3 separate regions of the Mus musculus genome follow, and all the other regions are linked to region 3. Evidence: chromatin contacts called from public Hi-C data. All regions are on one chromosome and are shown on one strand. The core of a region is the stretch at or near the end of the contact, and the rest is flanking DNA. Distances in the headings are between cores, read along the strand shown. Region 1 has its middle 240 kb from the start of Gm34499. Region 2 has its middle 200 kb from the start of Gm34499. Region 3 overlaps 4933425B07Rik (RIKEN cDNA 4933425B07 gene).

Region 1 (3,845 bases), core at 1,161-3,660, 620 kb after region 3:
TATATAATGGTGCCTGTGACAATCAACTGAGATTACTCCATTTAAGCTATTATTATTTTTAGTAATTCCTTGAGGTTACCTCTATAGATACGTTTTAATAAATTCTTTACTTTGAACTCCATATTTATGAAAAATCACCCTTTCAACTGAAGTAGAACTAATTCTTACCAGCGTAGTATCCCCACATATGCTCATTCTTCTATCTCTCTTTAGAAACAGGGAAAACAAAGGCTTGGAGTTCTGTGACTCATTCAGATGAGCAGCCCAGTGACAAAGCACGGACTCCAACCCAGTCCTCTTACTCTGACTTGATTTTCTTTCCCCTCGACGTCTTCCTCAAACACTAAACATCCAGCACCAGCCTCTACCAGCTTCTCTTCATCGTATAATACAGAAGAAACTAAGCCAAGTGACAGTAGGTCTCTATCTATGGGGATGTGTGGAAGAGCAGACATGGATGCAGGCTCACCATTATTCATCCATAGACAGCGGCCTCAGGTAAGGGCTGCCACTGAAATGATCCGTTTGAGGAAAGCACTGGATGGGCAGGGCAGATTTGATCCAGGTTGCAGGACCCAGAAATGCTTTGAAATGTGTCATCTAAGCATGGGTATGGACAGGTTCAGAAGGTAGCTTGGTGTTGATTCTAGGAGAGTATTCTTTTGTTTGTTTTCCTTTCTGTCAATGTAGTTGTTTATCAGAATGTAGTCTACAACTGGCAAGAGGTCTCAGTGGGTAGACATGCCTGCTGCCAAGCCTGAGTTCCATCGCCAGGAACCACATGGTGGGAGGAGAGAACCAACTCTCATAAGCTGCCTTCTGACCCCCCCACACACACACATGCACACACACAACCTAGCACACGTGCACACATACACACACATACACTGTAAAATACTGTAGATTACATACACTTAGAAAGTTACTTCAGATTTAACAAGCCTTCAAACATCAAATGCATTGTATCAGCCCTCTGCCTAGGTGATTTTTGTGAATAAATCTGTGTCAACAGAATGTATTCATTTTATTTTAGCGCATTAAGGGAAGCATGGTTTATTTGTGTGGATCAGACAGTTGAAGACTGCCGTAGACCCGTGGCTGGCAGTGGTGGAATTGCGACTGAAGACCCTTTCCTCTGCACGGCCACCCCAAGATGTCTTTACAAGTTTACTACTTTAAAATCCTTTTTATATGCATGGATCAAGCTGGAAGGAGGATAAATGCAAGGTCATGAACTTTCAGAATGCTCCTGCACAACCAGTGTCGACCCGAGAGCTACAGCTGCCACACACTGGGGATCCACTCGCCAGCTGCTATCGAAACTATGATCGCCAGGCTGATGCTATCAGGCAGCGCCCCACAGATAGGATCGACAGGGCATGCGCACACGCTCCTGTCTTTGGGGAGAAAACTAGAAACACCTGGATCGTGTTAGCTCACTTCTGCCCTTCTGCAGCTGGCTTTTATGCTTTTCCTCTCTTAAGGAGTTGACAATCTGGGAAAATCTTGATATTCAGCCAAGAAGACAAGAGCCTTTCATTTTGAGCACAGACATTTCTCTGTGTCCTGGCAAAGCAATAGGGAGAGTGAGATGGAAATTATTCCTTATGGTGTAAAAATAAAAATGTGGACAATTAAAAAAAAAAAAAAAGAAAAAGGTCTTCAGAGAGCACGCAGTGGATGCGGTGCTTGCCATGTGCTGTGACGACCTGGTTCAAGTTTTCAGCACTCACAAAACGTAGGCGCCGTGGCACACTCCGCAGTCCTATGGGGAGACGGGATGAGAAGCAGAGATGGAAGCTTGCAGGCCAGCTAGCCTGGCACGAAGAGAGAAAACCAACAGGAGATCCTGTCTGAAACAAGTTGGGATGTAAGCACTGGCACCCAAGGGTGTCCTCACCTGTCCACCTTCATATATACAAAAGTGCGCATGCATATATAAACACACACACACATATACACTCACACACACACACACATGCACACACACACATACACACTACACGCATACACACACACACATACTCACAGACACACACACACACACACACACACACACTCCTAAACCATCATTTTCAAATAACAAACATTTCTCCTTTTATTCTTCTTCCTCTCTCTTCCTCCACCCCACCCCCACCCAGACCCCTTTGGTCTTTTGAGCCAGTCTCACTACAAAGCCCAGGCTGGTCCTTAATTCACTGATAGACCAGGCTGCCCTCAAACTTGCAGTGATCCTCCTGTCTCTGTCTTACAGGCACGTGTCACGGAGCCTAGCTTATGACTGTATTTCATAATAGCTTTGGTAAGTGGTGCCCAGTAAATTTGAGTGAGCACTGTGCCCTGCCCAGGGCTGTCTGCTGTGTGGGCCCATAGCTGGGCCTCCTCTCCGTGACTCCCCAGCCTCTCTCAATGGAACACTTGAAAGTCTCACTCCAAGCAGAGGGCAGGAGGCCAGGGGTGGAGTGGCCCCGCTTACTCTGTAGTACACTACTTTTTTCTGGTTGAAAAACTTCTGATGTCAAATTAGTCATCAATTTAGGTATTTTTTTCCATGAGCCTGCACCCTGGATTTCTGGATATAACTCATGGATGTGAAATAATCAAAGCAGAGTACGAGCCAGAGTTTCCACAACACAAACAAAGCCAGAAGAGTTTAGAACAAAGTCCACACTAACCAAATACCACTGCCCTACCCAGGCTGGGAGCCGAGAGCAACCACACTGTAAAGCAGAACACGAGGCCCCTGCCCCATGAAGATGAAGAGTCAGAGGGAGTGTGAAGCAAGGACTCTTAGGCTTTTGATGATCAGGAACAGGCCCAGGTTTGTCCCTGGGTTGGTTGTGAACTTCCAGCAGCCATTGTCTTACTCGTTCTTCACCCAGCCACAGAGAGAAGCCAAATCCACTTGCTGCCGCTGTCTGAGCCGCTTGGCCAAACTGTTACAAAATATGCAAAATAGCAAATGTGGGGAGGGAAAGTAGCGTACATACATTCATTTCCCATCGATTCTAGCTCAGTACTGGTGGGCAACTAAAGATGTAGAGCTAGATGTGTCTCTTATTCATAGGTCTTTTGGAGGACTGAGGCTGTAGCTCAGCAGTAGAGCACTTTCCTAGAATGCAGAACGCACTGAGAAAGCAAACGCATTTGTGAAGTTCCTTTCCACACAGGCAATCAGGTGGGCTGTACACTGGATCTACCCAGCAGTGTATTTTAATCATTTTGCCACACTTACAAGTTGCTTTTGATTAGTCAGTGGCCAATTCATGAAGGACAGGCTCCGTGCTGCACCTCATTCTTGCAGTGGTTCAAAAGTTTCCTCTATCACTCCTGACCTTCCATCCTTCAGTTCCACCCAGACTCTAACTCTGACTTGTCTCCTCTGGGCCATTGTGCAGGTGGCCCTTTGACTTTATTGGCAGCATTCCTGGGTGCTGCTTTGAAAACTCTGTCCTGTCTGAGATCCGATGGAGTAGAATCATACTCTGATTTCTCTACCTCAGGGCACCAGTATGGAAGTTTCTTCTACTCCCTCCCCAGTCGTAATATTCAGGACCCAAACTGCAACCCTGGTCTGGGAAAGTCCTGGTTCCTATGGAGATGGGGTGTGGAGTATGAGGCCTGCTGTTACACCATGGTAGAGAGGCTTGCTGCCTTATAAGAGTGTCACCCCACACCATGGGATTAAGCAGAAAGATTACTTTCCCTCCCTGTGATGGTTAGAAGAAATAAAGAGACAACTAGTGAATAATTACAAAATATGCAAAACAGCAAATGTGGGGAGGGAAAGTAGCGTCAGGCAACTGTTGCTTTTTCATTTGTGTCTGTGTGTATGCACGTGTATT
Region 2 (4,077 bases), core at 752-3,251, 590 kb after region 3:
CCCAGTTTTAAACTTGGACTTTCTTGTATAAACTTCAATGTAATGGTATTTAAAGTGTCATAGGCAATAAGCATCTAATCCTGCTCAATAAATTGTAGGCTCGTTGCATGAACTCCTAGAGCTGTTAGAGACAGCTGTGCTTTTTTTGTAATTTAAGTCATTCCCAAACCAGGCAGCTCTCCAGGTGTGTTTTCAGACAAACAATGTACACTAGGAAAAGTGACGTGCTGAGTCTCTAGGCAGGGGGAGAGACACAAAAGAGGAAAACCTGAGGTTTAACATGGAAAAACTCAGGGGTCCTGACCTCCCTGAGAGTAATACAGGCCCACCTTCCCTCCCTCTGCTAGGTGAATGGGAGGCCAAATACCTTTGCCAGCACAATCACTATAGTTAACTGTTGGGTCAAAGCCATCTTCAAGTACCAGGAGGGAAAATGACCATTTGGGGGTTCTCAAAACAGAGCCATCAACTTCAAGAACGAGGATTAAAAAAAAGAGGGAGATAGGTCCTCTCTCAACCTCGGTAATAGCTAAAAGGATGGGCCCCATGGTTTCTATTCCCATAGTGGTTTGGAAAGAAGCCCTCAACAGGACCAGAAGAAATTGTAAGCAGGCTTCCTTTAGTTCACCGTCATCACATAGGCCTGCAATTGGTAATTATTAACAATCAAGTGGTAATTACTTCTCAGTCATCACTAAGCGGTAAGTGAATCCTCTTCAGGTGCGTAAAAGCTTCAAGGCCGTATAGTAGTTATTCTATGACTAACTGGTACGCCTGAGTACAGACTCAGGCCAAGAAGCTGCAGCCTGGGGTTCTCCCGAGCTGTTCACTGTTGGTGTTGGCTGATTCAATGAGGCCACGGAGAGGTTTGCCTCCTGGAGTCCATACCAGAACAAAGAGCTTCTTACTGCTTTGGTTTCGCTCGACGTGCACTGCACCTGTCTGGTCTCACCCGCTCGCTCTCTGCACTGTTATGGTGTTACTGTGTGTTATCTTTCAGGCTAAATATATTTTGTGTCTGCCTCGCTGTCAACAATGCAGAGAACATAGAAAAGCAAGGAAGCAGGGAGGATTCTCTGGAGACCTTCTGGGGTGGGTAGAATTTCCTCATCAACAGGCCAGTCCTGAAATGAGTCGATTCATCTTAAGGTTCTGGAAGGCCACTCAAGCTCGCAGGTGGAAGGGGTCTCAGGCTTGCTACAGCTCAGGTGGACGACTGGGAGCTATACCTCTTGCCCCAACAGAAAACTCTGGTTCTGTGTATGAACCCCGACCTGGCACACTGTCCTGAAGTTCAATTCTCCTTCCATGGCCCTGGCACTTGTAGGGCAAAGCCTGGACTTTTATTTAACCTCTGGACTTGCCTTTTCCGGGGTTTCGGGTAGTACTCCTGTTGCTCCTCTCTGAGAATCCAAACCTCAGCAGAACACTTTATGTGGAGGGAGTGGGGTAGGGGCGAAGGGGAGGGATAAGACCATGGTCCACTTATTTTTCAGTTCATAGAGCAAAAGCCCTCAGGCATTACTCAGTTTTAAGAGGAAGCTCAACAGCTCTGCATAGATTAAAGACCAAAGCAAAGAGTCTAGAAATAACTAATCTCCCGGTGTCACTTCAAACAAGTGTGGCATACCAGATATGTGTTATCTGTCAATCAATGAGACCTTCAGCTAGCCAATCAATCCCGTTTCTTCCCTCGATGCAGCTTCTAAAAGCTTACCAGAATATCACCAAATCCACAGATGTAGAGTTCAGAAGTCATTCACCCAGTGCCACAGGTAACATTTTTAAATACATGAATAACCCCACTGAGATGCTGTTTAATGTTTTGAGGGGAAGAACACGCCCCACAGATCAGAATGGTGGGTTTTTTTTTTTTATTTTCAGCTAAGAGCTGGAGAATGAAATTATTAAAGCCATCTTCTGTTCTACTTTAATTCTCACCAGCTTTTTGTGAGTTTACTTTAACAAGTAATGTTTGATTGAATTCAGGCCTGCTTTTGTTTACAAAGTGAACGAGAGCCAGCAAGTCGTGGCCTGGCTAATTTGCACATCCACTGGCTTGGTCTCCTCCCCTTTAAACAAAAATCTGGAGTTTGTGATTTATTGTTGATTTGGTTAGCTCAAATGATTTTAACGGTTAAAATTTAGCTTCCATGCCATCCTTGAGATTTCACCAACAGCATCCAACTGATTTCACTTTGCTGTATGAGGCAGAGCTGACCTCCCACTCAAAGAGAGAGAGAGAAAGAGAGAGAGAGAGAACTAAAAGAAAAGCACATATTACCTCCCAACTTACCAAGATTTCAGATGCCAACAAGAGCTGAGGATGAAAATTCACAGATGGAAAAAAACAAACTCAAGGCTGTAAATCCACCATTGTAGAAACTAAGCTGGTTTATCTGAAACAATGTCCTATCAGCATATTGGTACAATAAAAGGGTAATTGTCGATACCAGCTGCGTCCCTCTGTGTAATTAGCAACCATCATCCTCTGACAGCTGGATAAACTAGAAGTTCTCAACCCCACTAGAGTGCCAGAACCTTCCTGGAGGCCTATTCCTAGGCTGAGAGGCTGCCTGAGAAGTGCAGGGTGAATTCTATATGAACACAAAGTCCCCCCCAGTGGCTCTAGAGATCCCTGCGTCCACACTAGCCTATCTTTGGCTGTGTTTATGCTGCCTTATCTAGTCCCTCTCATCTTCTTTCTTGCTTAACCTCTCCCAACTCTATCAGTATGACTTTTGCCCCTTATTACTTGTGTGTAATATTCTCATGCATCCTGCTGTTGGGACTTGCTTCACGTGATTGTTACACCCTGCCAAAGCTGCTGGACTCTCATAGACCATTGCATTCCATCTTCAGTCAATTTCTGTTCTCCCAGCAGTAAGACAAGGCTCATCCCCAGCCTTTTCCACCCCCATGCAGATAATCCGCTAGCTCTTTGATCTAGCCCCCTTCCCGCAGTTTGCTTCCTTCATTGCGATCTCTTTGGAAATAATAAGAGGCTGACTCCATCGCTGCAGCATTAAGGGGATGATGATGGGCTTCAAGCGGAAACAGTGCACATCTCATTAACCCTGGTTCTTCAAAGCCCAGCCTAGCACATAGCATGTGGCAGATACTTAAACATTTGTTCATATCTATGTGAACATCCAAGTCAAATTTGCTTTTGGAGACTACTTTATTGACCTAGTACTTTTCAGAATGCATGTTCATCCTGTATAATCACAACGCCTTAGAAACGGGGACTCGCCTGGGTTCTGCTGAATCCGGGGAAACAAAGGTCATGAAGAGTTGCAATTTTTCCAAAGTTAATGGAGTTGGAAAATGTCAGGTGAGCCACGAGTCAAGGTTGGTTGATTTGTTGTGGCTTGTGTTTACTTTTATCAACTCATAAATAAAATAATGCAGTCTACTCCTCCCCCCCAGGGAGTGATGCCTACAAAATACTTTCTGAAGGAGCCCAGATACTTATAACCTGCCTCTTCTGGTGTTCTCTCTCTGAGTCTAATCCTTGGTAAAGTGCCCCCTCCCTGCACCCCACGTCTGACTTGATTTTGTCAATAGTAGTGGATTTCCTATTATGAGCTTTGCAAGGTAATTCCTACACTAACTACTGAGCCAGGTCAAATTCCACAGGTCTAGAGTACAGTCCTCTGAGAGGATGCCCTCCCTGTGGACACCCAGCCACAAGCTCTGAGATTATCAGGCCACCTGCATTTCTGATTAACCAGCTATCAGTCCCTGGATTCCCATGTCTCCTCCAGGACCAGCAATTCAACTGAACAACTTTCAGAGCTCAGGAAACACTATACTTACAATTTTGGCTATGTAGAAAAGCTACAAATCAGGATCTGCAACATAGGGATATAATAGCTCTAGAAGATTCCTAAATGTGGGCTATCCACGTCATCAGGACCCTACCTTCCACATTCTTTAGTGTGTATCACCAGCTTGGAAACTCACCTGTGGCACAGCAGTCCAGAGTTTTGACTCAGGAGCAATTGGCTGAGTTATTGGCCATGTGAATAACTGAATCTCTAGGACCCAACTAGTCTCCTCAGGTCAGACTAGCAG
Region 3 (4,222 bases), core at 1,188-3,687:
GCCACCTGGGTCTCCAGCTGACATGGAGATGCTCGTGTATTACAACCTCTCCCCTCCCACCTCTGCTCTCCCCCACCTTCCACCAAAGCCTGAGTAATATCCCATTGGATGCATTCCATAGTTTGGTTTATCCACCAACAGATACTTATGCTGTCTCTACCTTTTATTTGTTTTTGTTTTTGTTTTTTGTTTTGTTTTTCAAGACAGGGTTTCTCTGTGTAGCCCTGGCTGTCCTGGAAATCACTCTGTAGACCAGGCTGGCCTTGAACTCAGAAATCTGCCTGCCTCTGCCTCCCAAGTGCTGAGATTAAAGGTGTGCACCACCAGCTGTCTCTACCTTTTAGATATTGGAAATAATGCTGCTATAAAACCCCAGCGTGCTGGCCAGGTGGAGTATCTTCAGGCTGGATGGCGAGTTTAGGTGGCCAGTTTGGACATATTTCTTAAATCAAGTGGGTGACAACCAAATAAAGCTTTTTCCTCAAATGGAATGTACCCATGGGGTCTCTGGTGGTCTCAAAGGGTTAAATTGGATTGTAATCCCTTTGGTGGGTATAGCTTTCCCACAGGGAGAGTTTGGCTCACTGTAATCATGGCTGTAGGCATTGTTCTCAGGTGACACTGGCAGTCACTGTATTGAAGGGACATTTAAGATATCTTTCTCTCCAGGCAGTGCCCAGCCCATGGAAAGACCTTTCCATCACCAGCAAAATGCTCCAATACTTTTTTTCCCTCCAGGAGAACTGATGCTCTTTTCAAAATATGATATTTCCATTTTTACTTCATGACAGGAAAGCTTGACTTGTGTAACAAGAAGAATGAGCCTTTGGGGGCCGCCCACACAGCTCGAACTTGGGAGTCCCAGCCAACAGCTTCAGAGGGGATTACAACTCAGGATTTACCTTTGAGAATAATTAACCTTCTGAATGTCAGTGACAGTCCAAGGGCACCTTAATGACCATTGTTGTTTTAGTTGGAGTGACAGAGAGAGGTTTGAGAGAGCTGTCGCTTCTTAACAGAATCTAGGCAAAAGCATACTTGCTTATTCATTCTGAAGAAAGAGGAAACTATTGCATGCTTTTCTATTTCTACATTACATACAAAGAAAGGTACATATTTACTCAGTGCCATATCTCCAGGGCTGGCACAAGGGTGGGTTGTTTGTTTGTTTGTTTGTTTGTTTGTTTCAACACGAATGTTTGGTAGACATTTGTGCGTACCAAATTTAGCAGCTGCATGGCATTGCTATAAGAAGCCCCGGAAAAAAGAGTTTCAGAAGTGTTGCAAACAAACTTTGGGAAGCAAAGTCTGGTCAGTTTATGTGTTTTAAATATTCTTTTCTGAAGTTTATGTTTCCTTTTTAAACAAAGACTTCCCAACAAGCCACTCTTATTTTAAGAGACCCCGCCAGTAGTTACAGCAGGACGCACAGGCTAATGCCGAGAGTGTTATTAGTAATGACCGAGACCTTTAGCCTCCTGTCCAGAGTTCTGTTTTACTGTAGCGGACTCCAATGTAAACTCGATCATGTTGGGCTATTTAGTAACTTATTAGTGCATCCATCTTTTCATCATTTGACAGGTGGAAGTAGTAGTTCGGTTTTTAGTTTTAATTATAAGGGATTCCAGATGTAGAACGCCACACAAATGAAAACCAGAGCCCCTCATAGGTCTTTTCAAAGCAGGCTGATTTCAAGGTATCTGCTTTTCATTTCAAAACGTTATTAAAGCTATTACTAAGAAATTCATAGTCTTAGCCTGTTCCAATAATTGACACCTTTAAACTGACTAAACAGATTTAGAGTGTGCAGAAAAGTAAATTTGTCTTAGAGAATGACCCTAATCATTTATTTCCATATAATGGACAAATGGGTGTCCGTGGAATTAGCCTGAGAGTTGATGAATGAAGCCAAAGGCTCCCTTTTTATAACACTGTCTTGGCCTCACCTTTGTCTCTAATTAGATTTCACATATAGATACTTGCCATTTCAGAGGACTTAATGACCTACGTTTACCTGCCGTGGTTCCTCCATTCAATTTTTTTTTTTTTTTTGGTCCGTCAGAACCAGAAGCAGTTTATTTTTATTTTCTTTGATAGGTAGTTTTGGGGTGAAGTCCCAGTTCACAAAACTCCCCACGAGCCATTTCCCAGCTGGTTATTCATTGTACCTCTTCAGAAAGAGGTTGCATAAACAGCAGAAATTTCCCGTAATTAGGATAGCTAGCTGGGCTGATAAATTAGAGAAAGAACTTGTTTGGCATAAACCGAGCCTGGTTCTGAGGCAGACATGTTCAGCTTTTATTCTCTGGAGTGTGGTTGAAAGGGTGAGAAGTTAATTTGGCAGCTTCATGGTTCATAATGCCCTTCCCCTCCCCCCTCCCTGCAGCCCCAGTGAAGTCCGGGATTGCTTTGCGCCTGCCCTCATACAAGGCAGGACCGTGACCCAAAACGGAACCCGTCTCCCCAGGGCACGCTCCGAGCAGCAACAGCTTGGCTCAAGTGTTTCTTATGAACAGCCGTCCTGAGCACTTGATCTAAATCATGCCATTTCCTTCACAGCATGGCACAGTTAACAAGTCACTGCACCAACACAATCTACAGATGGCAGTTCAAAAGGTGCGGGTCCCCCCAGCAAGATAAAGGGCAGGCAGTTCCAAGGGGGTGGGGGGATGCTCATTACGGGGAATGCAGGGGTGGGGGCACCTAGGAAGGGGGTGTGAGCTGGCCTGCGGGGTCCTCGTGGGCGCCCCCGCAAGGGGGTGCCTAGCTTGACTCTGAAAAGGCATGCGTGAAACTAGGGGAGAGCCGTTATTGAAGTAAAGTGCAAACAGCTTGCAGAGGGAGGCTTGCCTTGGCCTGGGAATGTTCCTTTGCAGAGTCAGGGCAAGGTCTCTGGGAACAGGATACTGCACCCATATGCTTCTTCTATCACTCTCTCAAGTATAGGGCAATTTCCAGAGTGAACCCCGAGACCTAGGGTACTCTAGGCAAGCACAGGCAACTCCTGGCCATGGGAAAGGCCCAGATCCCATCCAAAGAGGGCTAGGGCCTCCCTTCTTCACTGGCCTGTGCTCCTCCGCAAATTACATTAACGCTAATGTCCAGCGAAGAATCTACGAGACATATTGGGCCTTTAGACTTCAAAACAAGCCTAAATTGGAACCATATTGCGGGAATGCTTCTTAGCTAACATTTATATTACTTTAGTTACCAAATCCAGACTAAGTCCCGGGACTCGGCAGGGGAGGACATAATATATTAGGAACTAAGAGGAGAGTGTTCTATTCTTTTATAACTGTACAAAACCTTCCCTCACACTAGCGAGGAAATGACTACAAGGCCTTAAAATGAGGGTAGATAGCCCCCCACCCCAAGGCTGGGCCCCCATCACGAAGCTGCTCTGGAGGGTGAATGAAGCCTTCACTGGGATCTGGTATCAGACAGGTAAATTATAGACCTTCAGCTAGACTCCCTTCCCTCTGCAGGCATCAGACCCCAGCTGTATCTCGGAGTCTGGATCGGCTGCCAGTATCAACCTCTGTAAGCAAGTCTCTTAAGGAACTGGCAAGATGGTACCTGCCAAGTGTGTGAGTGCTAAGGAGAACGGTATGCAGTGAGAGCTGCTCCTCTCTGAGTTCTGCGAAGAGCTAAGGGAGATTTTTCCTTTCTGCACTTATTTCAACCAGAACACATCATTTGGGAGCACATTCCAGCAGCTCAGAAATTTCACCGGTGCTACTGTTTAAGAGCAGGTTGATGTTGTGGCAGATACAATGATCAAGGACCTCACAGGAAGGATTCACATCCCAGATAATGTCTGAGAGGATTCTGTTGCCCGACCACTGAGGTGGAGGCTGGATTGGATGTCCCTGCCGTTCTGGTCCCACCCTAAGCTCCTCTCATTTTCCTCGGTTTTTCACAGGACCCTAGCTTCCACCAACAGAGAAAGGTTGCTGGGGGTGGAGGGTAAAGCCGATAATGATTGATTGGCTGGACAGTTTAAAGATCAAGCTGGGCCTAGTCTCTGTTGGGTGAGGATTTCAGGATGGGTTTTTCTCAGTAATCTAGAGACTATACCTGTTGTCCTTATCAAATCCCTAGGTATCTCATCACACAAGGACACCTGAGGTCGTAGGGGAAAAAACACATTCATATAAGCGTTAGGAAGTCTCCCCTTGATGTTTATTCCCACCTGGTGTGACTTGGGTGTGACTGGAGGAAA

What was found. Hi-C and Micro-C count contacts between places; a contact is called where the count stands out from the background.
Region 1: a contact with region 3 is called in a Hi-C map of liver, with 3 times the contacts expected there. The contact joins two enhancer-like sites. A contact is called at or near these places in 4 of 484 Hi-C or Micro-C datasets (cranial neural crest and liver), 3 of 115 datasets of contacts at active chromatin or transcription factors (astrocytes, craniofacial prominence and fibro-adipogenic progenitors) and 2 of 9 other capture datasets (embryonic tail and embryonic trunk).
Region 2: a Hi-C map of liver shows a contact between it and region 3, with 2.3 times the contacts expected there. The contact joins two enhancer-like sites. A contact is called at or near these places in 1 of 484 Hi-C or Micro-C datasets (liver) and 1 of 9 other capture datasets (embryonic trunk).

The regions. Positions count from the first base shown.
Region 1 is chr14:45,982,221-45,986,065 of GRCm38.p6, reverse strand. No RefSeq gene overlaps it. Among named protein-coding and RNA genes, the nearest start is that of Gm34499, 240 kb to the left of the region's middle. Within about 2 kb of position 2,410, at least 21 of the 459 cell types and tissues checked have an H3K27ac peak or open chromatin away from gene starts, as enhancers often do. A contact at or near this core is called in liver, where this site is marked.
Region 2 is chr14:46,015,450-46,019,526 of GRCm38.p6, reverse strand. No RefSeq gene overlaps it. Among named protein-coding and RNA genes, the nearest start is that of Gm34499, 200 kb to the left of the region's middle. Within about 2 kb of position 2,001, at least 18 of the 459 cell types and tissues checked have an H3K27ac peak or open chromatin away from gene starts, as enhancers often do. A contact at or near this core is called in liver, where this site is marked.
Region 3 is chr14:46,603,581-46,607,802 of GRCm38.p6, reverse strand. It overlaps 4933425B07Rik (RIKEN cDNA 4933425B07 gene), which reads left to right. Exons shown (of 5, transcript NR_046460.1): 4 at 2,560-2,616; 5 at 3,486-4,222. It also overlaps the pseudogene Gm18761. Among named protein-coding and RNA genes, the nearest start is that of Gm41146, 20 kb to the left of the region's middle. Within about 2 kb of position 2,437, at least 21 of the 459 cell types and tissues checked have an H3K27ac peak or open chromatin away from gene starts, as enhancers often do. A contact at or near this core is called in liver, where this site is marked.